Linked DNA regions of Mus musculus: region 1 is linked to region 2. The links are chromatin contacts, called in public HiChIP or PLAC-seq maps. All regions are on one chromosome and are shown on one strand. Each heading gives the region's core, a stretch centred on a gene start, on an enhancer-like site or on the middle of the called end of the contact. The rest is flanking DNA. Distances are from core to core; before and after follow the strand shown. Region 1 holds the start of Zfp850 (zinc finger protein 850). Region 2 holds the start of Zfp59 (zinc finger protein 59).

Region 1 (5,255 bases), core at 1,601-4,100, 180 kb after region 2:
GGAGGCCAATTACATTCAAAATACCACACACAGCAAAGGAAACAATCAACAGAGTAGAGGAATAGACTAGACTATAAGAGAGAATAATTGCAAACTGTACATCCGACAAGGTGTTAACATCTAAACTGCACAGCAACTTTATAAGGAATGCAGACAAGTCAGTGGCAAGGAAACTTCCTATTCAAAAAAAGGAAAACCAGAAAAAGCTATTTCCCCAAATGGAACATCAATATGGCCTATTAATAGGACATGAGGGATGGAGAGATGGCTCAGTGGTTAAAAGCACTGACTGCTCTTCGAAGGTCCTGAGTTCAAATACCAGCAACCATGTGGTGGCTCACAACCATCTATAATGAGATCTGACAGCCTCTTCTGGTGCAACTTAAGACAGCTCCAGTGTACTTGATATAATAATAAATAAATCTTTAGGCCAGAGCGAGCAGAGATCCTGAATTCAAATTCCCAGCAACCACATGATAGCTCACAACCATCAGTTCAACTACAGTGTACTTATATACATAAAATACATAAGTAAATCTTTTTAAGAAAATAGGACATGAAAAATTAGCATCTCGGTGATAGCCACTGAAATCACAAGGAAAGGAACAAATGGCTGGGTATCACTCCACTGTGTCCATGAACCTCAATCCAGATGTGTCTGCTCATTTCTTGGTGGGGCTGCATATCACAGCTGCATAAATGATGCTGAATTGAAAGCAGGAGTGTAAATGTCTCCGGAGGGTACCGGTTTTATTTCTGTTGTGTGACTACTCTGTAGTGGGATTGCTGTATCACATACCAGTTCTAGTTGTAATTGAGAATCCGCCATATTGTTTTCTACAATGACAGCATTAATTTACACTCCCTCCACAATGCGTTCTTTCTCTACATGAATGAAAACTTTTTTTAAAAAAAATTATTTATTTTATATTTCTGAGTATTTTCCATCTGTATGCGCACCAGTAGATCCTATACCTCTGGTCTCTGAGCTGTGCTCATGTACACATAACCGCACACACATAATTTAAAATTGAAATAATTAATCTTGAGACAAAACACCCACAATCTTACTTGTGTAGAATCTGAAGCTGTTTTCTCATAGAACCAAGTAGGATGCTGGGTACTGGGGTTTGAGTGGCTGAGGCCGGATGTGCAGCATCATGGTTGACAGTGGGAGGCGTAGGTCCTTAAGTGAGTTCAGAAGATGTTGATTAAACATCACAAAATCTCACCTACATAACAAAAGTTCACCTGATATATCATGTAAAAACGGTGACAATTAATGGGTTTGAGTAGACGCTAGCATATTCTCTACAAAAGTGTGACCGATTTAGTCATCCCAAAGTATAGAAAAACTTCAAAATATTATGCTATGCACAATATGAACATTTTTATCTGAAAAGTTTTAAAAAAATATGTTCTGCATTAGCACATTCATTTTCCTGTCCTTGTTTTTAAAACAGCATCTCACTGTGTGGCCCAGCTAGCCTAGACCTTGCTATGTGGACCAAGCTGACCCTGAACTCACAGTGATCCTCCTGCTTCTGCCTCTGAGATTAAATGTATACCACGAAGCCTAGCTTTTCTTTTTAAGTCACTTTCTTAAACATCCACCAGCAATCGCATTGTTTCTCACACTCCCTTGTCCTGCTGAACACTGAGTGGAATGAACCCAAGATGGCCTCACAGAGAACAACTAAAGCACACCAGGCCCTTAGGATATGGCGGCACTGCACTAACAGGCTTCACCACAGGCATCCTACGGTTCCTGACAGGCCTGGAGAGCCTGAGGGGACAGAACCAAGATTCCAACCCGATACCACAGATCCACACTCCACGATCAATCATGGCATTGCTCATCTGGATCTGGCCAACGTTACCCATTACACACACACACACACACACACACACACACACACACACACACTCAGAAAATCACTAGCTTTCAAAGATGCCAAATTCAGTGCTATCACTTTCCCACTGCCATAATCCTCACAGTGAACACATCATCTATCCCCGACATTCCTGGCCTGCTTTGAAAACAAGGCCTGTAAGGATCAAAGGATCGCATCTGATATGCGATGCCATCCAAATAGAAATCGATTTATAAAATCAGAGTTTGAGAGACCTAACGATAACCTCTGGAGGTTTCTACCTAGAACATCTTAGGAAAAGGGTGATTGTAGAGAAGAAAAGGCGGGGTTCATTGAAATGATAAGGTGAAGTGGAAAGGGAAGGGACAACGTTATGGGCCCCAGAGGTGAAGGTATCAATTTTCACGTTCCTCCTTCATTTACTGATAATTCCACGAGATCTCAGACTATATCCGAGAGCATCCTCACCGAGCATTTTCCTTCACGTCCCTCAACACTCTCATGGCTACAGCTCTGAGAAACTTCGGGTATTCAACCCAGAGCAGCCCTCCTAAGCGACCCTCGGAGGCACTTCCGGCCTTAAAAGCACCTCCCAAGCTCGTGTGTACCTCAGGGAAAGCTTCCCTTCAGACTCCGCACCTGACTTCTCCTTAGTGATGCTTAGCCCTCTGCTCCAACCCCTGTGGCCTTGAAAGAAAATGATAAGCACAGTGACACAGATGAGCAGAGAGCTCAAGGTGTGTATACACAGAGAGACGCGCGCGAGCGCGCGCCCACCCACCCACACAAACACACGCTCACACACGCTCACACACGCCCGTACGCGTCAACATCTCCATTCACCCTACACCAGCGCCCACACCGATACCCAGCCCACCTTACTCTGTGGAGACCGAAGCCAACCAGCAATTTCTTTGGACCAGAAAGATCAGACCTTCCGTGTTGGTGGCACCGGGATGCCAAAGACCCTTGGCGGCGTCCGGAGCTATGTGGAGCCTTCAAGAAGCCCGGCGTTTCCGAAAGGTCCCAGCATGCAACTTAGCCCGGCCCATCCGGGAACTGGGCCCAGTGGCTTGTGGGAGTTCCCACGGTGGGGGGGCAGGGGGCTCCCCATGCTTCGAGGGGAGGCTGCCTCCTGGGATCAAAACGGAGTTTGGTGTTCTGTGTCTACCTGATTTTCCCTCCTGTGGCGTGGACGGACGAGCGGAAATTTTAAAATTTAGAATAGGAAGTAGATCAGATCGGGACGGACGCTTTGCCTGAGTCCCACTCAGTGGGATTCCACTACGCTGTGCTCTGCTAGGGACTATGGTAAATTTGAAAAGACCGAACTAAAGAATTGGTTGGTTTCTAAAGTTGGGTAGTTTATATTAACGATTTCAAAGAGCCAGATATTCTGGACCCTTCCAGGGTTCGGTGTCCCTGTTGACTAGATAGAAAAAATTGAGTGACGACTACATCTGTATGTATCACCAGAACTGTGTTCAATAGGCAGTCATTTACCTCCTGTTGGAGGATGAATGACTAGCACGCGTTAAGTGTCCTAAAAAACAAAAAACTAAAAAACAAACAAAACACAAACCCAAAACATAGGCCTCTTTTTTATAGGATAGACACATTTATTGTAACTTGACACTATGGAACTTTCGAAACCACTTTTGTTTTTTCTCATGTTATACAAAGAACTTTTTCCAAACATGATAGAAAGAAATTGTGAAAAGGCTAAACAATCCTAGTAATAAAACTAATTGCATTAAATGTACTGTAAATTATGTAAATGCTAAAGTATAGGTGCCACATTAATTTGCAGATAAGTGTTAACTACAGAAAATGTGTTAAATATTCTAGCCGATTCAAAGTGACCATCCTCACAATAGTATTAAAAAAAAAAAAGACTTAAGTCAACTTTAAAATGGAGGCAGTTCTGGGGGCAAAGAGCATCGCCAGTACTAACAGCAATAACAGAGACAGCAAGTCATCAAGTGAAAATATCCTTGGCTGGGCGTGGTAGCACATGCATGTGACCCCAGCAATGAGGAGACACAGCCAGTGAATGTCTATGAGATGAGGCCACCAAGGACTATTTAGTGAAGACCTGTCTAAAAAACTAAAATAAACAGTATGCGTGTAATACCACACCTTCAAAACATGAGGGGAAACGTCCAATAGAGAAATAAGGAGAAACAGCCAAATCCAGCATTGCATACAAAAGTTTTCAGTCTCAATAACTGATAGAAGGAATCCAGAAAAGCAACAGGGCATAGATGATTTAGACAGCATCATCAGCTATGAATGCAGACAGAATAAAAATCAAGACAATTAAACTTTAATGGAATCAGGGGGCCTTGAAGGGAGGGTGTTCTTGTATACACACTCCTGGCAGAAATGCCCGTTACCTGGAGATGCTTCTGTTTAAAGCTTCCCTTTTTATGCTTTTTTTTTTTTTTTCGGGGGAAGGGGAAAGCCAATACCTTATATATTTTGTACTGCACTTTTAAAAATGAAAGACTCCATCTATTTTAAGGTATTCCTTAAAGGTGACCATAGGCATGTGTTGAGAAATCCCCTTCCTGATGGATCCTCTCTTCACACCCATCCTCTTCTACATCTATCCTGTGAGTGAGCCGCCCCTCTCCACAATGAACATGGATTTCCATACTTCTGCCATGTTCTTACATGGGTTTTGTGTGTGTGTGTGTGTGTGTGTGTGTGTGTGTGTGTGTGTGTGTGTGGTTGCCTGGTTTAGGTTTCAGTTGGTTGGGTTCAGTTCTTTTTGAGACAAAATTTCTCTGTTTTTCCTTGGTTGTCCCAGAACTCTCTCTGTAGACCAAGCTGGACTTGAACACAGAGATCTGCCTGCCTCTGCCTCCCAAGTATCTGGTTACTACAGCAGCACTGTGGGTGTTCCCTGGTCTGCTCATGACAATGGATGAAGGACCCTCTGGGTAGCACTCGGATTTCACACCCTTGGCTGGATCAGCAGGGCAGCTACAGAGCCACGTCTCTGGGGGAACCATGCACCCACAACCACTACACAGACAGTGCTGCCACAGTTGCACTGGATGCTGCAGTAAGCATCTTGGATGAGTCTGTTCAGGGCCTTCGTCCCATTAAACCCACAGGAGCTGCTGAGCTTGAGATGAGCAGTGCAGAAGGCTCACCAGACCAAATCCAAATGGAGTCTCTCATTCCATGTGAGCAAGCCATTTTGTGACTCTCCTCCAGTAGCTCCTTTTTCCTAGACTCCTTCCATAAAACTCCTAGCTCACTCTCCATATGGGCTCCCAGTTAACAGAGTCCTTCCCTCTCGCCTGGTGTCCAGGAATCGGACGGCCTGATTGCAAGCACAGGTTGTAGACTGCCTGTCAGTCACACGGTACA
Region 2 (5,305 bases), core at 1,421-3,920:
ACCACTTCCCACACACATGTAGACAGGCACACTACACTCACATGATAACTAGAAGAAAAGAAGATGAAGAAGGGAATGAACAAGCTCTCCCTCAGTAAGTGGCATTGTCACAGGCCACCCAGAGCCTCATGGGATTTAAAGAGATTTCGGCATAGATGGGAACGAAAGGCAGCTGCCCAGGTTCATTGATTACTATAGGTGCACTCAATTAGACTGAGATCTCTCTTACTTAGGGTTTTATACTGCTGTGAAGAGACACCATGACCACAGCAAGTCTTATAATGAAAAATATTTAACCGAGGCTGGCTTACAGGTAGGAGGTTTAGTCCATCATCATTATGGGGGCAATCATGGCAGTGTGCAGACAGTCAAGGCACTGCAGAGGTAGTTGAAAGTTGTATATCTGGACCTAAGACATCAGGAAGATAGAGAAACACAGGGTCTTGCTTGAGCTCCTGAAACTTCCAAGTTCACCCCCATGTGACACACTTCCTCCCTCAAAGCCACAAATACTCTGCTCAGGACATACCCCCAATAATGCCACTTCACATGAGTCTATGGGGGTGTGACATTATTCTAAACCTAACATTCAGCCAGATGGTGGTGCACACCTTAATTCTAGCACTTGGGAGGCAGAGGCAGGCAGATCTGAGTTCAAGGCCAGCTTGATCTACAGGGAAAGTTTTAGGACGGCCAAGGCCACACAGAGTAAACCTTGTGTCAAAAAAAAAAAAAAAACCCAAACAAACAAAAAGCAAAACAAAACAAAAACCAAGCCCAATCAACCAAAAGCAAAACCTAAGCAGCAACAACCAAAACCCCACATAAGAACATGATAGAGTATGGAAATCAGTGCTCATTGTGGAGAGGGGCGGCTCACTCACAGGATAGATGTGGAAGAGAAGAGGATGGGTGTGAAGTGAGGGTCCATCAGGAAGGGGGAAGGGAATGCAGGGATTTCTCAACACATGCCTACAGTCACCTTCAGAAGCAGGAGAGGAGAAAACTTGAAAAGAAACACAGATGCATCTTTGTGTGAGGAGGAGGAGGGAGAAGCTATGCACACACAGAGCAGGAGACAGAGGCAGAAAGAGCTGAGAGCTGAGACTGGGGATGTGGCCTGCAGCACCCCAGGAAGAATTCAAGTGACTGTAGCTAAGGAAACACTTATGGTGGACATTAATCTCTAGTTACGTATTCAGCGCCCCATGGCTCCTGTGGAGAAAACAGAGGGCAATTAACTGATTTTACTTCCATGAAGGATAAGGGGTAGCACTAAGAAAAGAACTGTGACACAGGAAAGATGGAGCAGACCGACCAGAATCACACTGTGGAGAGAAAGGAGGACGGAACACATTGGATGACAGAAGGCTAAGCATCTTTATAAATGATCCAAAAGCCGGTGAAACAAAACCCAAGCTTTGCAGAAGCAGTCACTTGGGTCTGTCTGGAGACTCCTTGCCTACCTCAGTAATCTGCTCGTGGGATAACTCAAAATAGATGGAGTCTTTAATATTTAAAAGTGCAATACAAAATATATGAAGTAATAGATGCCCCGCCAAGAAAAAAGGATAAAAGAGAAAGCTTTCCACAGCAACATCTTCAGGTAATGAGCGTTTCTCCCACAGGTGAGCGTACAGGAACAGTTCCCTTTCCAGATCCCCTCGTGTCATTAGAGCTTAAGTGTCTCCATTTTTATTGACTTCACTCAGAGTTGAGATGCTGTCCAAATCAGCTATGCTCTGTTGCTCTTGGAGGGTGTTGTTCTATCAGTTTTTTAAATTGACAACATTTGAATGTGTTGATTGATTTTGCTATCATTCCCTATTGTTCTAGCGGGACTTCCCCCCTCTTCATGTTTAAAGGTGTGCTATTTGAGTATACTCTGAGTTAATTTTGTTTATGTATTTATGTACTTATTTGTTTGAGACATTTGGGGTATCCTCTGAATTTTAGTTTATTTAGTCCTTTCAAGACAGTAGGAGTGTATTCTGAGTTTATTTTTAATTAATTTTTTTCAGACACCTCCTCTGCCTCCTTAGGGCGGTGACTAAAGGCATGTGCCACCATAATCTGAGTGTATTTTAGTTCTTAGACAGGGTTTCACTGGGTAGTCCTCGGTGGTCTCTTCTCACAGACATGCAGCTGGCTGTGCCTCCCCATCGCTGGGATAAAAGCCATTGCTACCACGCCCATGTTTACTGTCACTTGATGACTTGGCCTCTTTATTAATCTACCTCCATTTTATAATCGACCTGAGTTTTCTTTTGATCATGCGAAGATGGTTACTTTGAATCTGCTAGAGTATTTATCTTTAATATATTTTCTGTAGTTAACACATAGCTGGGTCTGACTTTTCAAATCTAAATGTGGCAAATTTTGGCGTTTAGACGATTTACAGTACTTTTAATGCGATTAGTTTTATTAAGAGGCTCGTCTAGCCTGCCTAACGGACACAGTTCTGTTGGTACATAGCGATACGGTCCTCAGTCACATTTTCTATCTAAAGCAGGGAATTCAGACTCCTCCGTCTTCTCTACAGGAGAAAGAAAATCAGTTACGCGGAGAACCGGAAGTACCTTTTGCTCAAAGGAGGGCGCCTCCCCTTTAAGCGCGCACCCACGTGGGCACTCCCACAAGCCACTGGACTCGGTTTTCTGATGGGCTGGCCCGAGTTGCACGCCGGGATCTCCGGGACGCTCCAGGCTTCTCCAGGGCTTTGCTTGTGACAACTGTGTTTTCCGGGACCACCGCGCCGGAAGTAGCGCATAGGCTTTTGGTTTATGTCTCCCCAGAGTAAGACCGGAGCCAGCGGGCTGGGAGGGGTGTGTACAGGCGGTGGGGTGGCTGTATGGTGTGTGTGTGTGTGTGTGTGTGTGTCTTTGAGTCTAACTGTATACACACCTTGAGCTCTCTGCATAATCTGTGTCTCTGTGCTTGTCGCTGTCTGCTCCTGCTTTCTCTCAGGGACACAGGGACTAAAGCAGAGGACCAAGCTTCAGTAAGGGGAGGTCAGGTGCGGGGTCTGAAGGGAAGCTTTCCCCGAGGCTCAGACTTGAGCTTAGGGCTATAATTTAAGGACGGGGGTGTCGTCTTGGAGGGAGGGTACTTGTTGAGTCCCCTGACTTTCTCAGAGCTGCAGCCATTGAGCATGCTCTCAGATATGGTCTGCGATCTCATGCTTACTCAGGCTTCCCTAGGTGGCCATTCCAAAGGAGGGCTGGAGAGGGATGTGGATTCAAGAATGAGTTTTCTGTTTCTGTTTGAAAAATGAGGTTTTAGTTTTAGAATATGGAATGGAAGTGAGGGAAGGAGGAACAGGCGAATTGATACCTCCACCATTGTGTCCCTTACATTGTCCCTGCCCTTTCCACTTAGTTTCAATGATCCGTGGCGTCTTCTCCCACAATCTCTACCTTTTCCTGAGATGTTGTAACTAGGAATTTCTAGAGGGTAGCGTTAGGGCTCTCAACTAAATCAATTTGTATCTTGATGGTGTCACACCTCAGATGGCCTTTGATCTTTACAGGCCTTCATTCGAAGCAAGGGAAGAATGTAGGCGATAGATGGTCTGGTCACCAGGGAGGATTTGGGGAGTGGGAAAGTAATAGCACTGAATTTGGCATCCTTGAGGACTAGGTATTTTGTGTGTGTGTGTGTGTGTGTGTGTGTGTGTGTGTGTGTAAAATGGGTAATGTTGGCCAGATGCAGATGAGCAATGCCATGTTTAAATATAGGGATGTGGATCTGTGGTATCCCGTTGGAGTCTTGGTTCTGTCCCCTCAGGCTCTCCAGGCCTGTCAGGAACCTTAGGATGCCTGTGGTGAAGTCTGTTAGCGCAGTGCCGCCATATCCTAAGGGCCTGGTGTGCTTTAGTTGTTGCTCTGTGAGGTCATTTTGGGTTCCTTACCTGGTTATTGCCGCTGGGACAGGGCCAGGGGATGTGGGCCACAAGCGTGGATGGCTGCTCCGGACCTAAGGCTGGTTTGTATAATCATGTACATTCCCTCTTTTAAGGAAAGTCCCCCCCTCTTAATGATAATGTCTCCGTGATAATCAAAGACAGCATGAGTCAAGGTGTGGCTAATGTCTCCACAAAATGGGACCTTCAGAACAGCACTTAAGGCTGTGGGAAAGAACTCTAAAAACATGGATTCAAAAACAAATAATTTCTCAAATAATGAGGATGCGGTATGAATTATATGAGGGGGCTTCAGGAAGAGCCAAGGCAGCTACAGTAGGAGCCAACTTGTCAGGAAACCACTAAGGGAGGAGGTAACGGGGATTAGGGAGTGGCAATTGTAGGAGATCCCACCCCGCTATGGTTTTTGTTTGTGCATTAAAGGGCAGATGGATTCCTGAGCTCAAGGTCAGCCGGGGACTCTTTAATTTAGGCCCACGAGTGGTATAAATGGTAATTTCCGTACAGGGTCCCACCCTGTTAGTTTATCTTTTGTGTAACTGCGGCAGGCAGATCTCTGAATTCTTTTGCAACTCTAAAAAGAAGGTTGTTTGTGTTTGCAGTCTCCTAAGAATTAAGGGGCAGGGTTGGGGGGGTGGGTTCCACTTGATGCTGATTCATTGGCTAGTCCAAAGGGAACCTGGAGTAAATGACTGGATTGATGTGTAAAATAAAAGACAAGGTTTTGATCTGCAAGAGATGAGTTATCCAGAGAAATTTTCTAGAACAGCAAGAGAGAACTTCTTGGAGAGCTGTCTCAAGCAGAAGAGAGAGAGAGAGTGAGAGAGTAGGTGCTATCTGGAAAGCTCCAGGAAACAGACCAGAGAGGAAGCATGCTGTTGAGTTGTCTCGGGCAGAGCTCAGGCTGCTGGCTTTGACTCATCCTGCTGTTTGACTTGGAGTTCTTTGATTTTGCTGCTCCCAGACACCCCTTCCTTCCTCAGAACCCCTCTCCAGCCTGAGGCTGTTCCTAGGTAGTCATCGTGTTTCACAATGTATCTCTTGAGCGTCTGCTGTGGCTGACATTTTGTAGTCCTTGATCGGCTTCTTCCCAGCTCTCCCACTGTCAACGATGGCGCTGCACATCCAGCCTCCGCCACTCAAACCCCAGTAACCGGCATCTTACTGTTCCTAGGAGAAAACAGCTTCAGCTTCTGCATGAGTGAGGTCGTGGGTGTTTGTCTTTTATTTAAAGACTGATTGATTTTCTTCATAATTGTGTGTGGGGAGCTGTGTGTACATGAGCACAGGTGCCCTCAGAGACCTCAGGTACAGCATCCCCTGGAGCTGGACTTCCAGGCACTGTAGCTGTCAGGAAACTGAACTCTGTCCTCTGGAAAAGCC

Evidence for each region. HiChIP or PLAC-seq counts read pairs in DNA pulled down with a chosen protein or histone mark.
Region 1: an H3K27ac HiChIP or PLAC-seq map of embryonic stem cells shows a contact between it and region 2, with 18 read pairs. The contact joins the promoter of Zfp850 here to the promoter of Zfp59 in region 2. A contact is called at or near these places in 4 of 39 promoter capture datasets (the C10 cell line, Sertoli cells and embryonic stem cells), 3 of 484 Hi-C or Micro-C datasets (cerebral cortex, fibroblasts and pancreatic beta cells), 12 of 115 datasets of contacts at active chromatin or transcription factors (the 230-238 cell line, the SCID.adh cell line, bone marrow-derived macrophages and 2 more) and 4 of 9 other capture datasets (adipose tissue, embryonic stem cells, liver and 1 more).

The regions. Positions count from the first base shown.
Region 1 is chr7:28,011,265-28,016,519 of GRCm38.p6, forward strand. It overlaps Zfp850 (zinc finger protein 850), which reads right to left and starts at 2,851. Exons shown (of 6, transcript NM_001254951.1): 1 at 2,752-2,851; 2 at 1,072-1,186.
Region 2 is chr7:27,835,914-27,841,218 of GRCm38.p6, forward strand. Zfp59 (zinc finger protein 59) reads left to right here and starts at 2,671. Exons shown (of 5, transcript NM_011762.3): 1 at 2,671-2,796.